Regions from separate parts of the Mus musculus genome. Here regions 2, 3, 4, 5, 6 and 7 are each linked to region 1. Evidence: chromatin contacts called from public ChIA-PET, HiChIP or PLAC-seq and promoter capture Hi-C data. All regions are on one chromosome and are shown on one strand. The core of a region is the stretch at or near the end of the contact, and the rest is flanking DNA. Distances in the headings are between cores, read along the strand shown. Region 1 holds the start of Atg5 (autophagy related 5). Region 2 has its middle 27 kb from the start of 4930431F10Rik. Region 3 has its middle 41 kb from the start of Gm22503. Region 4 overlaps Gm35154 (a long non-coding RNA gene). Region 5 holds the start of Qrsl1 (glutaminyl-tRNA synthase (glutamine-hydrolyzing)-like 1). Region 6 has its middle 66 kb from the start of Gm35154. Region 7 overlaps Crybg1 (crystallin beta-gamma domain containing 1).

Region 1 (3,537 bases), core at 660-3,159:
AAAAAAAAAAAAGTAAAAGTAAAAAATAGATGGTTCAGCAGTAAAGAATTCCGGCTGCACTTGCAGAGCACATGGGTTTGACTCTCAGTCCCACATGGTGGTTCACATCCTTCAGTACCTCTAGTTCTAGCAGACTCCTTGATGGGCACTAGGCATAAATATGATGGGCATATGGATATGCAGGCAAAACCTGGTCACTTTATGATTAAAATGGAAAAAAAAAATAAGTCTTTACAAAGTCCCACAATGACCTTGTCTCATCTCTAAGCACTCCTATTTGCCCCTGGAATTGGCTAGTATGCTCCAATGGCCTTTCCATGTAGCTTAGCCTCACTCACATACCTTTTCTGTGAACAGCACTAGATCTCCCATGCACACCACCACCCCTACCCATTCCATTTCATTGGCTTATCCTTTTTCTAGAACTTTCTATCACCTGGAAAATACTTTTTTCCCCTTGGGACAGGTGCTCACTGTGTCACTCTGATTAGTCTAAAACTCACTATGCAGACCGGGATTAAAGCTGTGTGTGTGTGTTTGTGTGTTCTTTTCGGAGACAAGAGTCTTGCTCTGTAGTACAGGCTGGCCTCCAACCCAAAGCAACCTTCCTTCCTCAGCTTCTCTAGCACAAGGATTAGAAACGTGGGCAATCACAGTTGGGGTTTGTTTTGTTTTCGGGTTATAGTTTGGTTTTGTGCTGCTCAAGATCCAATGCAGGGCCAAAAAATGCTAGGTTGTTTTTGGGCTTTGGAGGATGTTGTCTGTGTGTTGCAAAGAGTACCATGCCCTCTAGGATTGCAGCAAACTCACTAAATAGCCAAGGCTGGCCTTAAACTCCTGATTTTCCTGCCTTCACCCCACCTCCACTGCTGGAATTAAAGGTACAGGCCACAAAACTGGGCTCAAAGTACAATTAAACTTAGTGTAACATTCTCACCTGCCAAGACAACTACCATAAAGCCAATGTTCTTGTTCTCAAATTTCAATTCAAACAATAATTTTAATGAAGTCAGAATATTTGCATCTGACTCAAATACTCGGTATCAAGGACCCAAGATACTTATCAGGTGAATTCTAGAAGGCTTTAGATAGTCAACTGCTCCTGGGGTTCTGACTAGTGAAGACTTGCTATGCTTTCTCAGTGAAAACAATGCTACATGCTTTGGGAGAAAAACCTACATGCCACCCAGATTCTTAGGTTCCTCAAGTTTATATTCTTTGAGAGCAATTTCAACAAAGTAACTAAATAAACGAAAGTGTTCTACTAACAGAAAAATGCATTTGTTAGTATTAAGTACTAAAATTAAACTGAGACTCAAAGAACTGCATCGAAGAGAAACAGTCTGCGTTTAGATAGAATCAAAAAGCACCGAAACAATTACGATTTAAATAAAATGCAAGTCCTTAACTTGAGCTCCAGACTCGATGCTACATTTCCTACCTTAGTAAGGAACTGACATACTAACTACCCAAAGGGACAGCTAGACTGCCCAAGGGCTCCCGGGCCGGTGTCTCGCCAACCCCACCTCCGCCCAGCGGCACCGCCTCCCCCGCCATCCCTCCGGGTGCGCTCTTTACACGGGCCGCTCGCCCGCAGCCCCTGCCCCTGCCCGGTCCCACTCCCGCCCCACACTTCCACGCCCGGGACACACATGAGCCCTACCCGAGGTGCCGGCTCTGCTCCGGCTTCCCGCAGCGCGAAAGCCGCTCGGTCGGGTTCTGTCTGCCGGGATCACACTGTCCTGCAGAGGCGCAGGAGCAGAAGTCCCAGTGCGCGCGCAGCCGCACAGTGCTGCCGCCCGGGTCAGAAAACAGCCCGACGGGCACTTCCGCCCTCGGAACCAGAGTGAACCGCAGCGCCGGGCGCCCACCGTAGGTCCAGTCACCCTCGGCGCCCGGAGATGACGTCACCAAGACCACGTGGCAAGCGCTCCGCCCTCCGAGCGCGGCCCAACCTGGCAAGACCTGAGTTGCTCCTGAGCGTGCGCAGACACACAGGGAGCGCCTGAACTCGGAACGAGTTTGCCGGTTTTCTTCTTGGATGGACAGAACGCAGTCGTTGGTGTTCCCGGTTGTCAGTGTGACAGTTGTGGAAGAACAGAGAAATAAAGGATCCTGAGACATCGGCTGCCGTGGTAGCAGCATTTTTCTCTTCCTCACAAAACAGTATTGTAAAAACCTTACTTTTAAGGGTGGTTGGGATGGTTTAATTTAGTTGGGTTAGAGTCAGGACAGGGGTATCAAGCTGCAAGTCTGGGACTTAACTAGGTATCTCGTGTTCCTCAGTCTCCCAAGTGCTAGAACTGCAGACGTGAGCCACCACACCCGGCTTTCAAGGTAAACCACATTCATTTGCTCGGTAGAACCTCCCCACTCCTGTAGGACCACAGTAGGCATTAGTGGCTGTATTTAACCCCAGTTGGTAAAAGTACCAAAACCTCCCTCACCTCTAAGAGTACCTTTCCTACTCTTATTGCTTTGAAAATAAAACAAAACGTAAAGAGTACTTGATCTGGGTCTTCACTCACCAAACATTTTAACACCCTCCTCCTCGTCCTCCTCCACCTTCTCTTCCTCCTTCTCTTCTCCCCTCTTACTCTTCTCTTTCCTTCCCCCACCCGGAGAGGATGAGGTGTCCAACTAGATCCTAAGAGATGGTAAATGGAGCCCCGGGAGCTGCAGTTACAGGCAGTTGTGAGGCACCCAGTGCAGGCACTGGAAATGATTTTAGTCTTTTGCGAGATCAGTGAGCACAATTAACTCTTAACTACACTGATCTGTAGGTATTTCTCCAGCCTTTTTTTTTCTTTCCTTTCTTCCTCCTTTTTTGGGTTTGAGACAAGCTCTCGTGCAACGCTGACTGACCTCAAACTCTATGTATAATCATGGATACTCTTTAACCCCCATCCTCCGATCTGACCTTGAATTTACCATCCTTCTGCTTCAATTTCTCTACTGGAATTTCTGCCACGACACTTTGCTCTGTCAGCAGCGGCAGAGCCTGGCTAGAGCCATGAATCTAAATAAAGGCAGTGTTACCTGAAGAAACCCAAGAGGGTCTTGTCAGACTTCTGTTGAGGAGAAGCTGGGTTGGCCTTCATAAGGCTCCACCTAATGTAATTTGGTGCCATTCTCTGGTTATCCTGGGTGTGGACCTTGTACCAGTGTCCACGTCCTGGCCAGTACTTAATAAAACTTGCTCCAAATTTGCCTCAAACTTTGTTGTAGTGATCTTGCTCTTGTCCCATGAGTTTGACACCTTTCTTTTGTGAGGTTCCTTGAGCCTTGGAGGAGATGGTGTCCCTTTTATGGCTGAGCATACAATAGTCATTTATTTTCAGTGCTTAGACCAGGTATGATTTCAGCTAGTAACTGATTACTGAGTTTAATATAGTAGAGATTTCTGCTTTGAGTAGGTGGAGTGTGTTGGAATTCTGTCTAAACTCCACCCCCACAGTTCCTGCCAGCAGCCAGGTATGCTCCTCCTCACAGTTACCTGGCAACAGCTAGATAGGCTTGGCCCAGTATAAAAGGGAT
Region 2 (3,537 bases), core at 683-3,182, 500 kb before region 1:
ACCTGTACAAGATGCAGGTATGCTCCATTGGCTCTAATACCATTTTGGGACTCGTATGGCTCCAGCCCTCACTGACTAACAGTTAATGGGCACTGGAGAAGGTGATACCCCCACCATCCCCAGTGGTATAGCCACTGATGTGTTACCCATATTCCAGTTAATAACCCCAAGCCATTCGCAAGCAAGAAATAATTAAACTCTGGATCACACTCCCACAAAACAGGGGAGCAGAAGAGGGCCTTCAGCTGGAGAGGATGCAAGGCATGATAGAGTAATGGGGCGAAATGACTATAATTGAGTATATAGATCCTTGAACTTATCAAAAATAAAAACGTGAAAAAGAAAAATAATTAAAATAAAAATAAATAGATAAATATAATATTAAAGCGACAGATTTCAAATTTAAGAGGAGGAAGAAGAGGAAGAAAATAAAATATTTTGATAAGAAATATAGGAAAGCATATTACTTCCTGAATAAACATTTACAAACCAGGAACATTATAATCTGAGCTAAGAGTGGATGTTTTGAGTTTCCTTGGTTAGTTCTACACTGTTAAAGGAACGAAGCTCACAGTCAAATCTAGGAGTTCAAGTTCACATTGGCTTGTTTCCTAGACATGTAACCCGGGTCAGCTCTGTTTCCTCATCTGTAAAGTGAAGGTAATGACCTTATGGAAGGGAAATATTGTGAGCGCTAAATGAGTTCATAGATGTTCAGCAATTGGCACAGTGCCCTGCACATCACAGGCTCTCAGTAATTATTGGTTATCACTCAGTTTTGGTGTTTGGGATTAGAAAAGGGCAGCAGTTCAAAGTAGCCACAAGAGAAATTGAACTGATTAGTGCTCCTCAGAATAAGCAGTGACTCTTCCCAAACACGCAGACACCTGCTCACTAACCCACTTCCCACTTGCCGCATGCTTGGGATGTGCCTAGGCAGGGTAGTCAGGATACTCACAACCACCTCAACCAGGAAGAAAAAAAATTCATGCCTGTGGGGCTCAGAAGTTCCCTCCTGGACAAGATATGACCTCTGAGCTCTCCATGATAACATGGTATTACTGGATAGAAATGTGCTTTCCAGCTAACTGGAAAGAGTTCAGAGGAGAGCAACCAACATAATAAATGGCTTGGAAAGCAAAACCCTATGAGAGACGATGAGTAACCTGGGCAGGTTCAGTCTAGAAAACAGAGCTGCAGCAAAGACGCACATCATGGAGAGGAGTCATGGTTCTGAGTGATGTGTGAGGTTGCTGTAGATGACATGGGCTTTAGACTAAGTCAGAAATACTTTGGAGACACTTGCTTCACCAGATGGTGAAATAATGGACAATATAGGAAATGTCTACGATAGCTGCTAAATTACCTTCATAAGGTTCTATTTCATCAATTTCAGAGTAATTGATCAAATAGGTTTCTAGAAATAAATCACTGAGAAAGAACCCAAACATATAAGAATGCAAAAGACTGACCAAGGCACCAAGCCAGTATTTGGTGCTGCCAATATTTATTCTACCCAATGTTTCACAGAAGAAAAAACTTTTTTTTCGAGACAGGGTTTCTCTGTGTTGCCCTGGCTGTCCTGGAACTCACTCTGTAGAACAGGCTGGCCTTGAACTCAGAAATCCACCTGCCTCTGCCTCCCAAGTGCTGGGATTAAAGGCACACGCCACCACTGCCTGGCCAGAAGAAAAATTTAATGGTAAGGCATTAGGTTGTCAAAGAATCATACTTAAAAGGCAAATCATTGCAACCAATTTGAAATTTCACAGCTATTCAAGCTATGCACTAGTGCTCTAAAATGATCTTTGTGAGAAAATTATTTCTTTCTACATACTTATGCTATCCTATGCAACCAAACTGTGGCCAACCTTCTGTCGGTAGACCATGCCGAACTTCTCCATTTTCACAGCCAATATAAACAACAGGCATTTCGTCATGTGGGTATAAGTAAATACAGTGAGAGGGTGAATTCTTTGTGTTGACAGTTTTAGAGCTAGTGTGAATCTCTCATATTCATGATCTATTATCCTAAAATTCACATTCTAGCCAAGTCAGAGGTCTTAAATAAAGGAGGGAAAGAAAGAACTGGAGAGAGGAAAAGAAGGAGGTAAAAGGGCAGAAGGAGAGCAATGTATGAATCTAGTGAGAAACATTATAACATCATCATAGAACCTTGTTATCTGAGCACTGAGAGAACAGGAGGAACGCTATCCAATCTAGACTAATAGTCAGATCACAGACACTGAAACTAACCAGACCTGGGCTTACATCTCAGTTTAGCTACTTGCTAGCTATACAAACCCCTGTAAATTACCCTCTAACCTTTTGTGTCTTTATCAGTAAATACAAGGCCTAACAAATTTGTTGAGAAGATTAAGTATGATTATGTACACAGAGCCTTTGCCTAGGCCCTTCCACTTAACAAGCCTCAGCAAATGTTAGTCATTATATTAACACTTTCTTACTTGTCTTTGTATCTACACTGCAATTGTGTGCCTGGGGTCTGGGACTGAGCAGGCTTGATTTTATAGTTACTGGATATTAGAGGCTTTAGGTTAAGGTTCTCAGATATAAAAGTGGTAATTTCTGAAAAGTCCTTACATAATGTGAATATAATTTTTATCAGTAGTTTACATCAATTTATAATGTACTGTTGTGGCTACTAAAGTTCTTTTCTAATGTTCGGTTGGATCATTTTATTGCACTATAATTCAATAAATGTTTATCAATCCTGGTCTGTGCCCTACAGAAAGAACTAGAAATATAAAATCAGAAAAATTAGAAATACAACCTTGCTTATCAGTTGCTTGGAGCCCAGAAATCACACAAATCCTACAACTGAATTATGTAAAAATGAGGAAGGTGAGATAGGTATTGGAGGAGTAAAGAGTTCTATTGACCTCTGTCATTTAGAGGGCAAATAATAGGTGCTAACTTTTACGTTTCCACCTTTAACTCATGTGGGGTCTTGCTAATGAATTAACTCTCTCCTATCTTACATATTTATATAATACTCTTAACCAGCAGCTAATAATTCACCGTTCATTTAATGATCAGAGATGAGAGTTTGTCCTATATGACTATTTTATATCTGAATATTGCTTATATAAAACTACTAGTGTCCCTGCATCTGATACAAATAATAGCATTCTTTGATTTCCTGTTGGCTCAATTGTTTTGCTGCCCTCATTTTATTATATTCTATTATTCCTTTCCATTAGTTATACTGTCCTTTTCAAAGATTAGTCTTCATAATTGTGTCAGGTTAAATACGTGTTCTTGAGTTTGTTGTTTTTATTGGTCTCTAAGTTTGCTGGTATATATCAGAAGGGATGAGAGATTTCTGTTCTTTCTCCGTAAAATGCCAGTATAATCCCCTTTAAACTTGTTTTGTATATTAGAAACACTAGGATACAGAGTCTGGGGGCTTTTCTTTTAGGAAATAAATGCATTCAAACTAATTTTCCCCCTCTTTCTGCCTTAGGAATTTTCTTTCCTTTAGAGTTTGAAAGGTAGACCAAGGGAAATTGTTTC
Region 3 (3,537 bases), core at 637-3,136, 420 kb before region 1:
CTGGGTTCTGTTCCCAACATATAACATACAACATACAATGTTTCTGGTGATTTTCAGGCTCCTAAGTCCCTTAGACATTCTCTTGTTCCTGCCTTAGCAACATTTTTGGTAATGTTGGACAAGCTGTTCACCTCTGAAGTAGAGGCCAGGCACCTTCCTTGGCTACTCTCTACTTTATTGAGGCAGGATCTTTTACTGAACCTAGATTTGTAAACATAATAGCAGTACTGCCAAGTATGTCTCAGTCTTGTTAGTACAAACACACACATATCACTAGACACTCATGGGAAAAAAATGGTTTTCTATAAGCAAGATGGCTGGGTCAAGGGTGAGGGTCTTCAACACAATAGCAGTAACAAGAGAGTTTTTAAAAGGCTTTTCTTACTTGTAGCTATAGTATATAGCAGGCTGTGGTGAGACTCAAGATGGATAGCCTTTTTCTAGATGGACAACATTTGACAAAGCTATCCAGCAAGTTAATGTAGCCAAAGACTCATCTGGATTTTATCAATGTGGTGTGGCTAGGAAAATAAAAGTGATTTTAAGAACAAAGTACAAAGTCACACACCAACTCCCTTCTTAAATAAAAATAGATTTTTTAAAAAACGTTTTTTTAAGCCTCTCTTTTCCTTCTTAAGTTAATTTGCTGAGTTATTTTATCTTCTTCCAACATCTTCTCCCCAACATCTGGTATAACTGACTTGAAATATTCTTCCTTGTGTCCTTTCTCTGAAGAAAGGGTGTATATAAGAGCCTGGCCAAGCATAGTCTAAAACAAGGCCTAGAAACTTCTCCGACACTGTCATTGCACATAAAAATTTACCTTGGAGTCACTTGAACTTGGACTTAGTGATTTTCTAGTTCACAGAAGTCACAAAGAGTCAGTAATAGTTTTTAAAAGTCCATCAAAAAGTGAACCAATAAGAATTCAGTAAAAACTCCCTGGAGTTCATCAATTATTCCAACACCATAAATTTACAGCTGAATCCCCCAGGGGCAGGGTTTCTACCGACATTGGCAAGCTGAGGAGGAAAGTTGCAACAGCAAACTTGCTTTATCTCTTTCCTCTGATCAATTACTGGTACCCTCATCCTAGGAAAGCTCTCTCACCGAGCCTTCAGCTGAGCAGCGTTCAGAATTACATAATCTAAGACTTGGGTTTTTTTTTTGGTCTTGCTGTTCTATACCTGGTCCATGTAGCACTGGTAAGTTTCTCATTTGTCCCCATTTATTGTGTTATTTAGACACTAATCTAGTTTTCTAACCTGAGTGGTAGAGGTTTCTCCTTTGATTTCTGCAACAATTGTATCTTTTGAAGATAGAATTTAGCATGGTATTCAGTATCTTTTGGGACCCAAAGAATAATTATTTGCTTTATAGTCTGCAATCGAGAAAGAACAATGAATAACGTAGGAGGACCAAGAGTTGGGTACAGGGAAGCAGTGTGAAACGTTGTTTCAGAGAACCGTGGAGTAATGTGTGAGATCAGGCTGACAGACGGGAAGTACAGTCAGAGAGGCTGGCTAGAAGGCATTGTAAATGATCAAGAAAGAAAGAACCTCGAGAAAGTAAGGGAAGTTTGGGGGAAACAAGTCAGTAGAACTGAATTTTCAGACATGATAGGGAATTTCAGGTGAGCAAAGGTAAGGATGAGAGAGACACGGTTGAGATGGATTCCTTGTTTTCAGCAGGAATGACCGTGAGACTGGACTGTGGGGCAGAAACGAGGAACTAGGAAAGGGAAGTGTTTTTGTGGGGGAGAGGGCAAGCTCAGCTAGCTAGCTGTTGTTGAATTTGAGACTCTGGGAAGAATTTCAAGTGAAAATGACCAATGGTCAGTCAGAGAGATGGGAATAAACCGTGAGCAAGGAACAGGACATGAGCTGTAAATCTGTGAGTCACCGTCCCCACATGCTTGCAGCCATGAGAACAGGGATAGTCTCTGCACACTGTAGTGGCCTGTGAGAAGTGGAAGACGTAGGTGGAAACCTCGGGTAGGAGGGCGTTGAAGACTGAAGCAAAGGCGTCTGGGAAACATCGGAACAGACAGGACGTTAGCAGGAAATAGAGGAGTACATGCCAGAGGTGTAAGAAGTGAGACGGTTTCCGGAGCAAGAAGAAAAATAATGATGAGAGACAGTGGGGATGGGTTGAAAGAAAGCACACTAGAGGCTGAAGTGGCAAGCAGTGATTTCTAGGAGCCAATTTGAATAAAGGGTTAAAGAGCTGGAATGGAGATTGGGTCCAAGGAGTTACAGAGATAGGATATGAACCATAGACTTAAAAACTTAGCAGTGAAAATGGAAGCAAAATGACTCTAGACATTTTGTAAACAAAAACCTACACTTAATATTTCTTAGGACTTTTTTTTTTTGGTAGTGGTGGTTGTTTTATGAGACAGATCTTCATAAGTAGTCCTACACAGTCTAGAAGCCACTAGGTACCCCAGGCTGGCCTTGCACCTGTAGTGACCATTCTGATGACCTCTTCAGTGCTCAGGTTATAAATGTATACTTCAATTATAGATGTGCACTACCATGCATGGATTTTATATGTGAGGGAGTCTTTATAAATATTTTGTCATATTGTTAAATGAGTTATTGAATTCATATACTCTTTGCTGACATAGCAAATGGAAATTCAGATGGACTTTTATTACCCTTGAAGTAGAGGTTAATATTCTTACCCTCTTCTATTCATGCACAGGAAAACATGTACACACACACACACACACACACACACACACACACACTTTTAAAAAGCTCGTAGACCTCTCCCCATGTTCCTAAGGTTATAGTCCTTAGAATTCTAGCTTTGAGATCAAATCAAATGGGTACTGTGTGACGCTGAGGATATCAGTGCTGGGTAGCACCAAATGCCTAGAGTTGCCTGCCCATCACAACAATGCTGTTGTTTGAGTATTTGAACTTTTTGATCCACTTTACAATGCCCCTCTTATATAAATAGGACTTCATGTCCAATGTGACTCTTTATCTATTAACTAATCTAGCCATATTAGGAGTTTTTAAGAAAATGACTAATTCCATCATTCTTGAACAGTCAGTCTTGTGGTGGCTTCCACATAGTCCTGCAGAAAACCATGAAGTCCAAAGAACAGACTTCTAAGTCTGCTCTGAAAAACATCAAGAACATTTGACCAAGGTCAGCATGTCTAACATGGTTTCCCATTGTTGCCTGTCATCCTGACCTTATCTTGCCCAAAAACTTAAATGTCCCATTCATTCCCAGTGTTAAGGAAAATGTGATGTGTGAACCTAAGATATGGGTAATAGTATAAATATTCAATATCACTTCAAGGCTGGTAATTACCAAGTCATTTGATGCTAAATTAAATTAAATTTAAATTTTGTTATAGAAAGTAAACTTCTATATATTTAGATTGGGAAAGAAAAGTATTTTCTCTAATTCTGAGAATAGTCAAAATCAAATGCTTTGGGACATAGAAATAAACTATATCCATAGTGATTTTCCCCCTTTGGACTTCATGGTTTTTTTGCAGGACTGTGTGGAAACCAC
Region 4 (3,537 bases), core at 334-2,833, 400 kb before region 1:
AACACATGAAACTCAAGAAGAACGAAGACCAAAGTGTGGACACTTTGCCCCTTCTTTCCATCAGAAATTAGCATTCCCAAGTGAAACTATCATGGGAAACTTCAGGAAATGAAACAAAACAAACAAGCAAACAAACAAACAGGAGAATTGAAAATATGCAGTTGAGGGGAACCCTGATGTATTTTTCCTAGTAGGTTCTCAGTTCTTTTCCTATTGAGGAGATTGCTGAGTAGATAATGAAGCCATCACTGTATTTTCTCAGCTGCAGAAAAGATACCTAAAGGAGGACGTTCTGTAATTTGGACAGAAATGAAATCTACTGATACCCTACCAATACAAATTGGTGCATCACCAATGGTGTCTTAGACAATTGAGTATATGTGTAGAAAGACTATTTCAGATCTGTAGGGAGGTGGCACCTATCAATAAAAAATCTTTGGCCGATAGCTTTGGCAGGAAATAGATGGGACACCCTGGAGACAGAAAGGATTCTAGGATAGCATCAGGTGAGAGATTTGCTGGGATGATGTGAGGAGACAGACGCATGGTACCTGAGTACAGGTAACCAGACACATGGCAGAATGTAGATTAGAATAAAAGGGTTATTTTAAGTTATATCTAGTCAGAGCGGAGCCTAACTATATGGCCAAGGTATTTATAAATATATTTTGAGTCTGAGTCTTATTTCTGGGAGCACCAGGCTAGGAGGAAGAATCGCACCAACCTTCAACATATAGGGAAGACTCAGTCAGTCACAACAATAGGATGAGTAAAAGACCTTCACAAGAAACTGAGCACATCTGGAGAGAGAGTGAAATGGGCAGACGTCTCTGGAAATACACCCACAGTATTGACAGACAGCTCTGACCGAGGGTTCCATAGCCACCTTTACTATGGCCAAAGGGATAGTGTAAGGGAAAACGCCAGAGTGAGAAGAGAATACGCATGATTGTGTGTCTGTGGAATCTCTTGTGTCTATACATTGTAAGAGTCTTGTCTGTGTGGGAGCCAAGGGCTCCTCTAGGCCAGCACCTGGCCTTTCCTACATGGATCTTCCCTCTCAATGACATTTATTTGTGTCTTGGGATGCAGCTCAATAGTAGAACACTTGCCCAGTATATGGAAGACCCTAGATTTTTTTTTAAATCACCCATTTAAGTAAGAGTTTCTCAAAGTCTTTTAGAAACTTAAGGGAGAACACCAAAAGGAAGAGATACTTGGGCCTGTCAGGCAGGCTCTTCCATCTGAGCAAAGCTTGTATCCAACCATTCCAGGCTGGGTCCACCTACTCACTCGCCTAGGTCACAGAAGGTGACGAGGCAAGCAAGCTCTGTTCTTTCCTTATACCACACACTTTCCCCATGGCTCAGGGGAAGTATTTCTCAACGTACCATTGGCCCTTTGACAATTCCCTTTTAAAGACACACTTCTGAGCTCCTATGTAACTTACGGGTTCATGCACTTAATAATCCTGTTTTCTAAAGCTAATTGCCTCTGTAGCTATTTTATACCCTTAGGTGCCAAGGCAGGCTGTAAGAAATGCCAGCACTTAGTCAAATCCACTTCAGAGCTATAATCTATGAAAGACACTGAGTCACTGATCTCAGCTGGCTCCCTTTGTCATGGGACACTTCCTTCTTTCTACAGGGGTTTTCACTGAAGAGGGGGAAACTCACTTTTAGATTTCTTGTTATAGAAAAATTAAAAGGGAATTTTCCTGGGAAATTATGTGAAGCCAACATTGAAGTTCTCTGAGAGAGTGAGAAAGTGAGGGGGGGGAAAGAGAGACAGAGACAGAGAGATAGAGACACACAAAGACAGAGAAAGAGAGACACAGAGAGAGACAGAGAAAGAGAGACAGAGAGAGACAGAGAGAGACAGAGATCTATTCTTCACAGGTTGTGAATGCTTACAAAGAGCTAGAGAAAACATCTATGTGCTTTAAGAACACTGTTACCAGCAAAATCTGACTCTGTAAAAGTTGGAGTGGCTGCCATCCAGATCTCACTGTTTAACCTCCACAGGCCTCACCAGCCTCTTATCATGAAATAAATTAGAAAACATAATGGTAACATTGTGTACAAGAAACATAAAGTGAAAATTATTTTAGTTGTAACACAAATGTGGTGGTAAGATCAAACCCTGGTTTACAAGCCTTTATGGAAAGGTAACTGCTAAGGATGGCATGCACCTTTAATCCCAGCCCGGTCTACAGAGCGAGTTCTGGGATGGCCAGGGCTACCCAGAGAAATCCTGTCTTGAAAAACCAGACAAAAAGAAAGAGGTAAATACAATTGTCATAAGATCATAAGGTAAGGAGTAAAAGGGATCATTTTCATATTCAATTCACAGAAAGTGTCTGAACAAACCATTCTGGCCCTTAAAAATGTTTGAATATAATGCCTGCAGCATGCACGAAGCAGGTGGCTACCATCTAACAAACACACAGATTTCTGGAAATGTCACAGAAAATATAAAACTCAGTCTTCAGCAACCTGAAATTTAGACATGAGGAAAATGAGAGTTGGCACCATAAGCTCTGCTTACAGAGTATGGGAGTGAGCTGGTCCTAGGGTTTAAAGTGCATAGCTGATACCGCCGCTAGAACTCTGCAAGGGCCTGTGTGAAATTAAAGAAACACTTGTATTTTTTTCTTTGTTGTTTATTTAGTTTTTGCTTTATAGAATTCTTTTCTGAACAAATCTTGATTTTACCACAAGAAGAGATCTAGTTAAGTATAATCACTCCTTAAAGTCCATAGACACCTGCCCAGTGGTGTCCATTGGTGCTGTATTTACAATAACCAGAAAATAGTAGCAGCCTAGGTGCATGACACAGGGGTTCGGGGCAAGGAGGGACTTTAGAGAGGGGGATAGTTAGGACACAGGTGCTATGAAAGGGGAAAAGGAAACCAAGGCTGGGGAACTTAAAGGAGAAGGAGAGAAGAAGGGTAATACAGAGAGGAAAAGGAGTTCTCAATGGCACCAAGGCTGTTTGAAAAAGTCATAGAAAAACATTATTTATGAGCTTATTTAAAATGCATATGTAATAGAAACAGATACATTTGCATAGACTTTAATGAGCTTCTGCTACATGGAATTATAATGCTGTGCCACTTCTACCCCAGCAAAAGATCCGTTGACTAAGTAAAACCAGAGTGTCGAGCAAGTAAAACCTCCATCCCAGCAGTTTGTCAGGGGATTCCCAAGAGACTCCCAAAACAACACAGCTTTGCCCAACCTCCCAGATGGTGAAGGTAAATCCCTGAGGAGCCCACGTACTCCTGACACAGTACTTGGAGAGATAAGCTGGGACTGATCGGGAGACCTCCTCCCTATGAAGTCGCTCTCACAGTATTGAAAGATGCTGCATAGGATGCCAAGAGAGAAGAGCCATCAGTAGTCCTTCCGACCGATAAATCCTGCAAATCAGCAATGACTGGCCCAGCAAGCCCCACTAGTGCAATACTGGCACGGATACCTTGGGGGCAACCAACAGTTGTCTAATTGGACTTTCTAAAGTCAGTAGGAAGTAATC
Region 5 (3,537 bases), core at 718-3,217, 370 kb after region 1:
TACATGAGCACTCCTGCTGAGGCACTGAAGGCCACTGTAGGCCCCCACACAAGCCCTTCAGAACACTGACCCAGGGTTAAACATGGCAGCTTCCTTAACCACTAGGTAGTTAACTTCCTGTGAATTGGTCATCTCAGAACATATTCATCTTCAGAAGACACACGTGAGTTCCCATAAGCGAGACTGACAATATTTTTGCCAGTTTTTTCCAGAATTAAAGTAATTTATAAATACAAATCAATTTGTTCACCACTATAATAGAACCACAGTATAGAATATAAGAATACATTTAAGGAATGCTCTCCCCAAGCTGTTCAATATGACCCAGCAAGAGAAATTAGGATAACATTATCCCAGCTTCAGCGGGTGTATAACAAGAAAACACATTTAAGCTGGAGGTGGGGAGTGGGGAATGGGGATATGAGAAATGACGAGGATGCTGTGCCCCTATCAGGAGTTCTGCTCTGTTGCTTGGTACACTGGGCCTATAACAGAAGCTGTGAACCGTGGGACAGCAAGAAGGATACAGGAATTACATAGACCCAGACTCTGAACTGATGGGGAAACATAGCCAAACTCTGGAGCCTGTGCTGGACCCTAAAATTACCACAGAGCAAATTAACTGTAGATATCACTTCTCGGTCCCAACTCATATGTGAAAGGAAACAAACACATTTAATAAAAGATTAAAGTATACCTTAGCAGTTGTGACAACAAAACGTCGTAAATATTTGCAGGGATAGTATCAGAAACCAGATGGCTCTGCCTATAGTGGTGCTTGCTACCAAGCCTGGTGGTCAGTTTAATGCCCGGAGCCTACCTGGTAGAAGGAAGAAACTCACTCCCACAAGATGTCCTTTGACCTCCACTTGGGCCCTGTTCCACACACCCAAACACAAAATAAATACATGTAATAAGAAACCTAAATGACTCCCTCACGCCAACCTAAATGTAGTCTATTAACTAGGTGTGGTCTACACCTGCTAAATCCCAGGCCTGGAGAGGCAGAGCAGGAGGGCGGCAGAGTGGAGACTAGTCAGTGGTATACAATGAATTGGAGGCCAGCCTGGGCTAGACAACGACCCCTTGTTTCAAAAGAAAAACAACAAAACACCTGTGTGCCCAGTGAATTTTGATTTAAAACCAAACAAACCCGGACAACTTACTTCTCATATTAACATCTATAGGATTTACACTGGCAGCGTGGACTTTGATAATGACTTCATTTGGATAGTGTATGATAGGTAACATCATGTTCTGGGTGAATCGAAGGACTTCATTCTTTCCATATTTATCTATCACCCAAGCGGGCATGACAGTGCTCCTCGCAGACGTAGTACTAATGCCTCTAAATGGTGGCTTTGGGATAACTGTCCTTCTCCAGAAGCAGGCGGCGGCACAAGCACTTCTTCTAAGTACACAGGTCTTCAAAACGCCCATCCTGAGCAGGGATGGAGAACGTTTCCTCGAAAAAAAGAAAAGAAAAAAAGAAAAAGAAAAAAGAAAGGAGGAGCGGGGGTGGGGGGTGCGACGGTGGAGAGAAAGGACCTGAAGCAGGTCAAACTAACACATTTCAATTCAGCCAAAATCTGCCAAACCCACAGGTCAATTAAGCGAGGGGGAGCTTTCAGAAGCAAACTCAACCTAAAGCCGCGACGGAATTAAAATAGAATTGCTACTGTGCTCCCCACGTCAGAAATGTCCCAGTTGGCGTCCAGTCAGTACACTGGCCATTCCTTCCTTACGCTCTCCTTCCCCTTAAGGAAAAAAAAGCAAGCAAGCAGGGAGTCCTCAGAGGGACAAGCAAACAAGGCTAGCAATTCCTAGGTCAGGCGGATTCCTGACACGACCCCGGCCGCGGTCTCCTTGCCTGTCCGCGCGCCTCCGGTCGCCGGCGCGCGAGCCAATCGTGTGCAGAGATCATTTCCGCCGCCCGGAACTCGACCAATCCAGGCGCTCGTTGTTAAAGAGGAGCCAAGATGTCTGCGCCCATGTAACGCCGGTGGCAGAGATTGACTCCTTCCTCTGTTCCGGGACCCGGTGCTACCGGCTGACTCCGAGGGCTATGCTGGGCCGGACTCTCCGAGAAGTGAGTGGACATGGCCAGGAGGGGACCAGGGAGGGCTGAGACACTGGAGGACTCGGAAGTTCAAGGTCGCCCCGGGTCACGCCGCACGGCACGCCCCCCCCCCCCGACCGCCTACATTCCTGAGTGGGAAGTGGGATTCGAACCTAAGCTCTTACCGTACACGCTGAGTCAATCCCCTAGAGTCAGAACGTCAAAAAGTTTGAACCCCTGAGCCGTGGAGTGGAACGACAGTCAACCCGCGCGATTAGGGAGAGGTTTCTCAGACAAGCCATCTCAGTCCCGTCGCTGCTGTGCTCGCTTAGGGACGGGGCGGTTTTGTAGCATGCACATTTGAAACAAACAAAAAAATTGGTGGCTTAAAAAAAAAAACAAAAAAAAACTAGGATTTCTACCACATCGTGTTTGAACATCTACTTAAGCTGTAGGTCGCAACCACAAATGTAGGAGAAAATGTGACAGCAGTTTTGAAAGGGAAGGAGGAGTGTTCCTGAGACAGTGGGCAAAGTTAATTCAAAAATCAAACTGTGAGTTGTGAGTTCAAGGTGTTTCTGACCGCACCCAGCGGTGCTTCCTCACGACTCTCTGCAGCAGGGTATGTGTGCACTGCCCAGCAAATGCTGCCGGAAACATCTCAACTCAGAATCGAGAGTATTGTTTATTAAGATTTAACATATGAGCAACTTTTCTAAACTTGTAGAAACATAATTATTTAATTTCAGAAAGCAAAACCTTTTAATATTTTACTAAATCGTTTTTCAGCTTGTCATACCCTAAGTGTGAAATGCGTGCATCTTTGGGATTTGTTGCTTTAAGGTGCTTGATTCTAAAAATGGCTGAGTTATTGACTTGAGTCTCATTCAAAAATCACTAAATAAGTTTTGATGTGAGATTATTCAGCTTTTTCCCAATATGGCGCTAAACATGCTCCTACAATTTTGTACAACATATTTATGCAAAGTGGTGTTCTCAGCACTGATATATCAAATCAAAATATTGGTAAACTGAAAAAAAATGAAAAACGTTGAGGAAACCTACAGCCAGGATTTAATTCTTTATTTAAAAATAAGCAAGTCTATGCATTTATTGGTATGCAGGTTTACTTTCATCTTTAATAGTAGAATTATGTACACCAAATAATTTTGTAAATATCTATATTTATTTATTTATTTATCTATTGTATATGGGTCTTTTGACTGCATGTATGTCTGCACACCAGAAGAGTGTATCAGATCCCATGTCACTACAGTCTTAAGTGGTTGAGAGCTGCCTTATGGGTGCTGGGATTTGAACTCAGGGCCTGTGGAAGAGCAGCCAGTGCTCTTAGCTGCTGAGGCACTACTCTAGACTCCATAGAATGGTTCTAAAATCAAATCCTTTATGATTTAGCAATTAATGCCTTGTATACCTACTTTGTATCTCAGTATACCTGTGCTTTGCAAAGCTTGTCT
Region 6 (3,537 bases), core at 657-3,156, 260 kb before region 1:
ACTACCCCAGTTAACCATGTCTTTTCTTTGCCGCTTGTCCAGAGGGACTCTCCTCACCCAAGGCTAGATCAGAGAAGCTAAAGGAGAGACTTCCTCATCTCTGTCTCATCTCTCACCTCCCTCCAAAGCAGTTCACAATAAAGAGAACTCACTCCCACATCCTGATCGCTGCTCTTCTTTGATCTTCCCCATCATTTTCTTATTAAAAACAACTGCTCTCTTGCCACCGCCCGCTGCCGCCAGTTGCAAGTTGTCTGAGTGACTATTTTCATCCTTAAATTTTTAATTTTGAAAATCAAGTCATATATTAGAGCTATTATGGTGGTAAATACAATATCCTTACTTGAAAACGAGGGTTAATCTATGGAGAACAACCTATTAATTTCCCACCAGCTAGAAAGGACTAAAATGCTACTTTCTGATTTTAGTTAGGTCTTTGGTTTCCAAGTCTGTCTCTTCCTGTCTCAGTCACACCACCCCACATGCTTTCCTGGGCTAGTTCTTCCATTGAATGGTAATTACAAATTAGCAAGCATTAAACTTCATTCCTATCAGCATCGTTTTTAAAACTGCATTCTGTAACAAGTCCTGAAATTCCAGCCAATGATGCAATACACCACCAAATTCCAATGAAGCAAAAATAATTTGAACAAACCCTCAGACTTCATAGTTTGGGAATTTTATTCCTAAAACAGACATATTTCATTAAGTCAAATAAACCAGTCATGTAACTTAACAAAAAATATTAACACACACACCAAAAAAAAAAAATGTTTACAAGCCCCTACTTTAAATTGTGTACCCAAAGACGGCAGTCAGAGTTGGTGGGAAGGGAGGCACTAAGATTGCCCCAGGTTGAAAAACTGAACAGAGCAGACTTATTACAAAATTCTTTTATTTTCTTTTTAAGCCTCTTCTACAAGTTTGTGGAGAATGTATTCACTCACAATTCGTTAGGTCCTTCCCTTTTTCTGAACTTGAGCGGCCTACAGCCAGTGACATAGTCCCCTTAGAATCATCTTCAAGTAAATGTCCTCCTTCCTGTGGCCCTGTCAGGCTGGATCAGGGGCTGCTGCTGCACTGGGGACTGTGTGCAGCACAATTCTGGCTTTTCCCTGCTGGCATCTGCATTCAGGAAGGGAAAGACCCACTCTGCTTTGTTCAGCAATTTTTATTTATTTATTTATTTATTTTGAGACAGTTTCTCTGTGTAGCCCTGGCTGTCCTGGAACTCCCTCTGTAGACCGCGCTGGCCTCGAACTCAGAAATCCGCCTGCCTCTGCCTCCCAAGTCCTGGGATTAAAGGCGTGCACCACCACTTCCCGGCCAGCGTTGTGTTCTAAGTACCTGGCAAACACTGGATTCCTATTAAATACTTAATAAATTAACAAATTGACATACTAAAATTGATAGGAATGTTGCTTCTTCTTTTGTCTTTGGCACAAACAAGCCAGCAGCAAGAAACAAAGCCAACGACAAATTCTGTTTTTTATTCAGTCTTCTGAAGGAGTCTCCAGAGGGAACAGCTGACTTTGGCACCCCGGTCAGGTGCTAGCTGTTTAATCTTAGATAACTAAATCTCATTTCTTTTCCTATAAAATAGGTATAGCAAACCTCCCTTTTGGGCTGTTTTAGGATGAAATATGTGCACCTAACATACATAGTTACTCTACAAATGAATTTGTCATTAGTTCATGAAGGATTTTGAGGACCACCTACAGGTAACTATGGATGCCAAGATAAATAGACCCAAGTTTTTTCTCCTTATGTCTCTTGCCCAAACACAGAACAGAGCAGTGCAGGTAGCAACATAGCTAGAAAAAGGGATACAATTCAAATAGAAAGTAACATGATGAAAGACTCTGAAGTCTGAACATGATGGTTTGTGTGGGAGAATGTGACCACAAGTGGTTGACCCCCCCTGTAATGCGATGTGAGCAAACAGAGCTAGCGAGAACCTGCCCAAGAGCACACTCATCTCCCATTTTCTCTTCAGTCCTCATCTCTTACATACAAGTTAAAGAGCCCTTATCTGGAAGAAGCAACACTTTGGGTTTAGGAAACATTGAACGCCTAGTTGGAGTTAGGTAAAATCTAAACACAGTATCTTTTCTTTTCTCCCTCCCCCGCCCCCATGCCTCCCTAGGACAGAGTTTAAAGGCCTAAGCCACCACAACTGGCTTAAACATGGTATTCTTTTCTCTTTCGTAAATGGCTGAAAACACTGAAGATAGCCTTATATAATCTTTGTAGTTTGGTTACCTTCTTACCACAACTTACCACACATTATCAGGTAGGGTTCGGAATTTCCACTCATTATCACTAAAGTTTTAGATTTTAAAATCTAAAAGGATTACAGATTTTGTACTTAGAGATCCAAATACTCAACCTTATTCCTTCACTTGTCCTTCTCTTTTCCTCTCTTTGATGTGGCAAGCCCACTCTCACCCACCTGGGGCTTTGCTCTGGCTTCCCTGGGCCTAGATATTCTTCCTGTTTATCAACTTAGCTCACTGTCTCATGTCTTTGCTGAAAATGTCATATTTGCAATAAAGCCAATCCCGATTAGACTATCTAAAATCACCCTACCTATACCTGATACAATGCACTAATTTATTCAGTTTTTTTTTTTTTGTTTGCCAACAACCCCTTCCTTTCCACACTCATATAAGTTTGAGAACAAAGGTCAATTTTGCTCCTTCAGGTATCCAGTGCGCCTATAATAGCAGCTGGTACTCACTAGCATAGAACAGATGAATGGAGGCCGGGATGTAGTCAGGGCAGGAAGTAGAGAAAAGTAAAGCTAGAGAGAGCTAAAGAGGATTTGAATGCTGGGGCAAAGAGCTTAGGTTTTTATCTGGTAAGTAATGGGAAGCTTTAAAGGCAAGTGTCATGTTCAGATGTGCTTCTTAGATCAACCACTCAAGGAACGGCACTGGAGAGAAAGGTAATGGCAGAGCCTTGCTCTGAAGATGCTGCTGTAGCCAGAGAGGAGGCAAAGCAAGGAGCAGTGGGAAAAGAAGGGAAGAGACACATCCGTAGCATTGTAATAAGTTAAACTAGGCATGTCTTGATGGCTGCCACTGGGGAAGGAGAAAAGAACTCCCAGGACAATTCCCAGAGTTGCCCAATAGGGTAACTGGGAGGTTAAACTAAGTGACAGCTAGAATGGGGGGGTGGGGGTGGGGGTAGTCAGAGAGGTGATGGGTGTGTATATAAAGTGATATGTATGTTCATATATACATGTGTGTATCTATTTATAGTTAGAGAGATATAGAGAAATATATCTCTCTAAACATGTGGAAGACAAAATTTGGGACTCAGATCTCTCTCCCCCTCCCCCTCCTTCCAGAGATCCAACTTGGGGAGGGCACTATGCATGCTAATCAGTATAAGGACTCTAAAACGGGGGGGGGGGGGGGGAGCTACATCCCCAGCCCAGAGGTTGCATTTCTACCAAGCAGAAATTATACTAGTTTTAAAGAGAAAACAACTTTCATTTCCAGTCTCCACCTATGCTTGGTCCCCAAACCAGGG
Region 7 (3,537 bases), core at 583-3,082, 270 kb after region 1:
TCTAAATTATGTAGGGGTTTTGTTTTGTATTACCTTTTAAGTTACAGATACAAAAGAGAGCAATGGGCCAGATATGTGAAATGCCTTGGCTAAATTCACACAGATATTAGTGTGAGAGCCAGGACTGAGGCCAAGGCAGGCAAATGCCAACACAACACATTCTGCTATTGTGAAAGAACACATTGTGTACACTAAAGACATTATTCCCAGTAATAAGTAATTAGACCTAAGAAATGTGAATGAGCTGGGAGACTCTGCCCTAGACACATTAACAAAGTCAGTTAACAAATTATGGTATAGCCGTATGGTTAAAAAATTTGCTTCTACTAATGTTTGTGTAAAATTCCAAGGAAGTCAGTCTTAGGACCCTGGAAGTTATAATGTTAACTCATCCTTTTGTCTTAGCAAAAGGCAAGCAGCCAAGCAAGCCCTATGAACACTGCCATTTTCATTCTAGTAAAATATTTATGCATATGAAACCACTGGGAATAAGGCAGAATGCTGATGAGCAGCAGGTTTAGGAAAGATTTAAAAACACTTTCCATGTTCAGAGGGACAGCTCAGTGGATACAGTGTGAGGACCTGAGACCCATAGAAAAGGTGGTCATGGGAATGAGTGTCTCTAATCCCAGCATTCCCGTAGTGAGATGGAAGATGGAGCCAAGAAAAGCTTGGCAGCTCCCAGACCTGACAACTTGGGTGTGCAGTGCTGAACATCGAGAGACTGTCTCAGCAAAGTCGAACCTTGACACCCATGGTTGTCCTCTGACTTCACACATGCATGCATGCATGCATAAATACATACTGCGCATTTAAAATATGGGAAGGCATTAAGTATTTAAATTTGTTCCTTATACCTTGTAATGTCTGCCAGTTCAGTGCCACTCACTGTGAATGAATATGAATACTTGGTAAATTAATAGTTTCTTAGATTTATAGTCTCATCTGTCATATGTAGGTAAGATACTTTATATTAAAAATATGTGCTAGTGTTTGTAGGATTGTTTAGGAAGTTTCATGGGAAAGCAGATACACACCAGGGGATGCGGACTTTGTGGTCTCTTTGGCAGCTGGTTTGTATGTCGACTTAACACCAGGCTGCTAACTGCCCTGTTGCTTTGTCCTTGCAGCCCCGCCAGACCCAAACATGTGGAACTAAATCTGAAAACTCCGAAGAATCCTGACAGTTTGGGAAATGAGCACAACTCATTTAGCCAGCCAGTTCATAAGGGGAACACAGCCAACAAAATCTCCTTATTTGAAAACAAGCGGGCTAACAGTAGCCCCCGCCACCCCGACGTCCGTAACACAAGGAACAATCCTCCCTCTAGTAAGACATTTGTTGGGAGGGCGAAGCTGAACTTAGCCAAAAAGGCCAAAGAAATGGAGCAACCCGAAAAGAAAGCTGTGTCAACCAGCCACCAGAATGGCCTGGTGGTCAAAGAGCCATCTGCAGAAGGGAAAGGCACAGCAGTCCCTGTCCCCAGAGAAGAGATTCGTCCAGCCACCAGAGGAGGGGAAGGAGAGTCCACCAAGGATCAGGTCCTCCGCCCTGAGCCTGAGCAAAGTGATAAGCTGGATGTACAAACAGACACTGCCTATCCTTCCCACCCAGGGCCCACTGCTCTGGTTCCTGTGAAGGACTCTGAGCTCTCAGGAGAGGGCCAGCCAGAGGCTGCTGACAGCAAAGGCCCCGTCCTTAACAACACAAGTGATGTTGCACAGGACATCGCTGCCATTTGTGATGCCAGAGAGGCTCCCCCAAAGCCACAGGATGCATTTTCTGACTCACAGCCAGCTTCAGCGGCTGAGTCAGCTAGGGAGTCATCTCTCCCGCCTTCTGCACCCATTTCTGTGGACGCTCCCCAAGATGGCTGTGTTCAAGTTCCCATATGCAGTGTTCCCTGCACTGCTCTAGAAGTGTCAGAAAACCACAATGGGTGTGTTTCGCCAGTCTCTCCTCACACTGAGAAAACTCCCATCTCCAAACCTGGAGTGGGAGAAGCCAGTCCCCCTTCCACTCCAGAGCACAGCCCAGAAACTATGGGGAAAGACTGTCCCTCCAAAGTCCTCGTCCAGGTCCGGTCCTTTGTGCTTCCCGTGGAGAATCCTCAGGATGTGAGCTCTCAGGTCATCTCAGAGAGCTCTGAAGTTAGAGAGGCACAGCTGCCAAGCTGTCACAGTAATGAGCCTGAAGTGGTGTCTGTCACCACTTGTGTTCCGCAGCACGAGGATGCACCAGACACATCACCCAAGGACATCCATCACAGAGAAGGACATGTGGCACAGTCTCGACCACACATCACACAGTCAGGACCTGAGAAGGCTCCGCCCATCCAGAGCAGCAGTGGGATGCCCCAGACAGCGGAGTTCATCCTCACCCACTCTCCCAGCAGCAGAAGTCATGCAGAAGGCCCCCAAAGGCCAGGTCAAGATGCGACCAGCCCACTTACCCCTACCAGGCTTTTGAACATTTCTGCTGGTAGTGACAATAGTGTCTTGGATTCTTCTTCTGATATGGAAAAATTCACTGAAATTATTAAAAAGATGGACAGTGCAGTATGTGTGCCCCAGAAAAAGAAGAAGGCCCGGGTCCCAAACTCTCCAGCCCCTCACTTCGCTATGCCTCCCATTCACGAGGACAGTTTGGAAAAGGTGTTTGATCCCAACGTGTTCACCATTGGTTTAGGGAAGAAGAAGGAAAGCCTGGCAGAGGTGTCACCAGCTTTGCACTTGTTGCAGAACCACGACCCCATATCCAAACTGAGAGCCAAGCGTGCATCCACCGAGCAGAGCATCGTCTTCAAGTCCTTGCACACTAACAGTAATGGGAAGAGCGAGCCACAGACCACTTCAGAAGCAAGTGACAAGGAGAACAGGGACATCAACAGCGGCGGCGTTAAGAGGTCACGGCTAGAAAACAGCACGCTTTTCTCAAGCATGCTTTCTTCTCTGCCACAAGACAAAGTCTTTTCTCCCTCCGTGACGTCAGTCAACACAATGAGCACATCTTTTAGCACTTCTCAGAACAGCTCCGTATCTCAGTCATCAGTGGTACAGCCCAGGAAGGAGGGTGGCCTGCCCTGTGGCTCAGACAAAGAACAGCCACACCTTGCACCCCACAACTCCTTAAAGGTCTTCAATTTCAATTCATCAAATACATCTCGTCTGGGTTCCAGCCACATGGAAAAGTACCCACAAAAAGAGGGAAGCAAGGAAGATGTGAATTCTCAGGGCAACCTACAATTGCCAGAAAACAACCTTTCAGACTTACCCAAACTGAAGAACAGCGATGGCGTGGAAGGTATTCTGAAGTCAAACCTGCCGAATGTTGGGAGCGTGGACGCGGACTTCCTGGGCCTTTTCAAAGCAAGCCGGTATGACCCAGGCCATTCCTTTTCTGGAATGTCCTTATCAGACTCTATGGTAAGTACTAATTCTTATTTAGATGGGATGTTTCTAAACCTAGAGGCAGTGAGGGGCTCAGGTTGTATTTTTACAGGGGTTGTACATGTGCAATAAGTTTCTATTTGTTTA

Evidence for each region. Promoter capture Hi-C pulls out the DNA fragments that hold promoters and counts their contacts. ChIA-PET counts read pairs in DNA pulled down with a chosen protein or histone mark. HiChIP or PLAC-seq counts read pairs in DNA pulled down with a chosen protein or histone mark. Capture Hi-C pulls out chosen DNA fragments and counts their contacts.
Region 2: a contact with region 1 is called in a promoter capture Hi-C map of liver, with 2.2 times the contacts expected there. The contact joins the enhancer-like site here to the promoter of Atg5 in region 1. A contact is called at or near these places in 12 of 39 promoter capture datasets (the 3T3-L1 cell line, the C10 cell line, the HPC-7 cell line and 8 more), 6 of 484 Hi-C or Micro-C datasets (B cells, CD4 T cells, Th1 cells and 2 more), 6 of 115 datasets of contacts at active chromatin or transcription factors (the 230-238 cell line, bone marrow-derived macrophages, embryonic stem cells and 2 more) and 2 of 9 other capture datasets (adipose tissue and liver).
Region 3: a contact with region 1 is called in an H3K4me3 HiChIP or PLAC-seq map of bone marrow-derived macrophages, with 4 times the contacts expected there. The contact joins the enhancer-like site here to the promoter of Atg5 in region 1. A contact is called at or near these places in 8 of 39 promoter capture datasets (the 3T3-L1 cell line, 3T3-L1-derived adipocytes, cranial neural crest and 4 more), 4 of 484 Hi-C or Micro-C datasets (B cells, bone marrow-derived macrophages, epidermal suprabasal cells and 1 more), 6 of 115 datasets of contacts at active chromatin or transcription factors (bone marrow-derived macrophages, embryonic stem cells, large pre-B cells and 1 more) and 4 of 9 other capture datasets (adipose tissue, embryonic stem cells, liver and 1 more).
Region 4: a contact with region 1 is called in an H3K4me3 HiChIP or PLAC-seq map of bone marrow-derived macrophages, with 4 times the contacts expected there. The contact joins the enhancer-like site here to the promoter of Atg5 in region 1. A contact is called at or near these places in 7 of 39 promoter capture datasets (the 3T3-L1 cell line, 3T3-L1-derived adipocytes, embryonic stem cells and 2 more), 1 of 115 datasets of contacts at active chromatin or transcription factors (bone marrow-derived macrophages) and 1 of 9 other capture datasets (liver).
Region 5: a contact with region 1 is called in a promoter capture Hi-C map of adipose tissue. The contact joins the promoter of Qrsl1 here to the promoter of Atg5 in region 1. A contact is called at or near these places in 2 of 39 promoter capture datasets (hippocampal neurons and stem cell-derived epiblast-like cells), 1 of 484 Hi-C or Micro-C datasets (CD4 T cells), 2 of 115 datasets of contacts at active chromatin or transcription factors (embryonic stem cells and microglia) and 2 of 9 other capture datasets (adipose tissue and liver).
Region 6: a contact with region 1 is called in an RNA polymerase II ChIA-PET map of memory CD8 T cells, with 15 read pairs. The contact joins the enhancer-like site here to the promoter of Atg5 in region 1. A contact is called at or near these places in 5 of 39 promoter capture datasets (3T3-L1-derived adipocytes, cranial neural crest, liver and 2 more), 7 of 484 Hi-C or Micro-C datasets (CD4 T cells, LSK cells, embryonic stem cells and 2 more), 7 of 115 datasets of contacts at active chromatin or transcription factors (the SCID.adh cell line, embryonic stem cells, epiblast stem cells and 2 more) and 2 of 9 other capture datasets (adipose tissue and embryonic stem cells).
Region 7: a contact with region 1 is called in a BATF HiChIP or PLAC-seq map of CD8 T cells, with 6 read pairs. The contact joins the enhancer-like site here to the promoter of Atg5 in region 1. A contact is called at or near these places in 5 of 484 Hi-C or Micro-C datasets (CD4 T cells, CD8 T cells, adipose-derived mesenchymal stem cells and 2 more), 3 of 115 datasets of contacts at active chromatin or transcription factors (CD8 T cells, effector CD8 T cells and memory CD8 T cells) and 1 of 9 other capture datasets (pancreatic islet).

Annotation. Positions count from the first base shown.
Region 1 is chr10:44,266,711-44,270,247 of GRCm38.p6, reverse strand. Atg5 (autophagy related 5) reads right to left here and starts at 1,909. Exons shown (of 8, transcript NM_053069.6): 1 at 1,664-1,909. It overlaps Gm40637 (a long non-coding RNA gene), which reads left to right and starts at 2,046. Exons shown (of 2, transcript XR_871625.2): 1 at 2,046-2,135; 2 at 2,287-2,506.
Region 2 is chr10:44,764,091-44,767,627 of GRCm38.p6, reverse strand. No RefSeq gene overlaps it. Among named protein-coding and RNA genes, the nearest start is that of 4930431F10Rik, 27 kb to the right of the region's middle. Within about 2 kb of position 1,932, at least 4 of the 459 cell types and tissues checked have an H3K27ac peak or open chromatin away from gene starts, as enhancers often do. A contact at or near this core is called in liver, where this site is marked.
Region 3 is chr10:44,690,085-44,693,621 of GRCm38.p6, reverse strand. No RefSeq gene overlaps it. Among named protein-coding and RNA genes, the nearest start is that of Gm22503, 41 kb to the left of the region's middle. Within about 2 kb of position 1,886, at least 57 of the 459 cell types and tissues checked have an H3K27ac peak or open chromatin away from gene starts, as enhancers often do. A contact at or near this core is called in adipose tissue, bone marrow-derived macrophages, macrophages and 2 more, where this site is marked.
Region 4 is chr10:44,663,782-44,667,318 of GRCm38.p6, reverse strand. The region is part of intron 2 of Gm35154 (a long non-coding RNA gene); the gene reads right to left. Among named protein-coding and RNA genes, the nearest start is that of Gm35154, 67 kb to the right of the region's middle. Within about 2 kb of position 1,583, at least 16 of the 459 cell types and tissues checked have an H3K27ac peak or open chromatin away from gene starts, as enhancers often do. A contact at or near this core is called in 3T3-L1-derived adipocytes, bone marrow-derived macrophages and neutrophils, where this site is marked.
Region 5 is chr10:43,900,166-43,903,702 of GRCm38.p6, reverse strand. Qrsl1 (glutaminyl-tRNA synthase (glutamine-hydrolyzing)-like 1) reads left to right here and starts at 1,967. Exons shown (of 11, transcript NM_001081054.2): 1 at 1,967-2,089. The coding sequence starts at 2,066. Rtn4ip1 (reticulon 4 interacting protein 1) reads right to left here and starts at 1,896. Exons shown (of 9, transcript NM_130892.5): 1 at 1,167-1,896. The coding sequence starts at 1,440.
Region 6 is chr10:44,531,055-44,534,591 of GRCm38.p6, reverse strand. No RefSeq gene overlaps it. Among named protein-coding and RNA genes, the nearest start is that of Gm35154, 66 kb to the left of the region's middle. Within about 2 kb of position 1,906, at least 8 of the 459 cell types and tissues checked have an H3K27ac peak or open chromatin away from gene starts, as enhancers often do. A contact at or near this core is called in the SCID.adh cell line and memory CD8 T cells, where this site is marked.
Region 7 is chr10:43,996,941-44,000,477 of GRCm38.p6, reverse strand. Crybg1 (crystallin beta-gamma domain containing 1) reads left to right here. Exons shown (of 22, transcript NM_001368305.1): 4 at 1,131-3,426. Among named protein-coding and RNA genes, the nearest start is that of Gm40636, 30 kb to the right of the region's middle. Within about 2 kb of position 1,832, at least 80 of the 459 cell types and tissues checked have an H3K27ac peak or open chromatin away from gene starts, as enhancers often do. A contact at or near this core is called in CD8 T cells, effector CD8 T cells, memory CD8 T cells and 1 more, where this site is marked.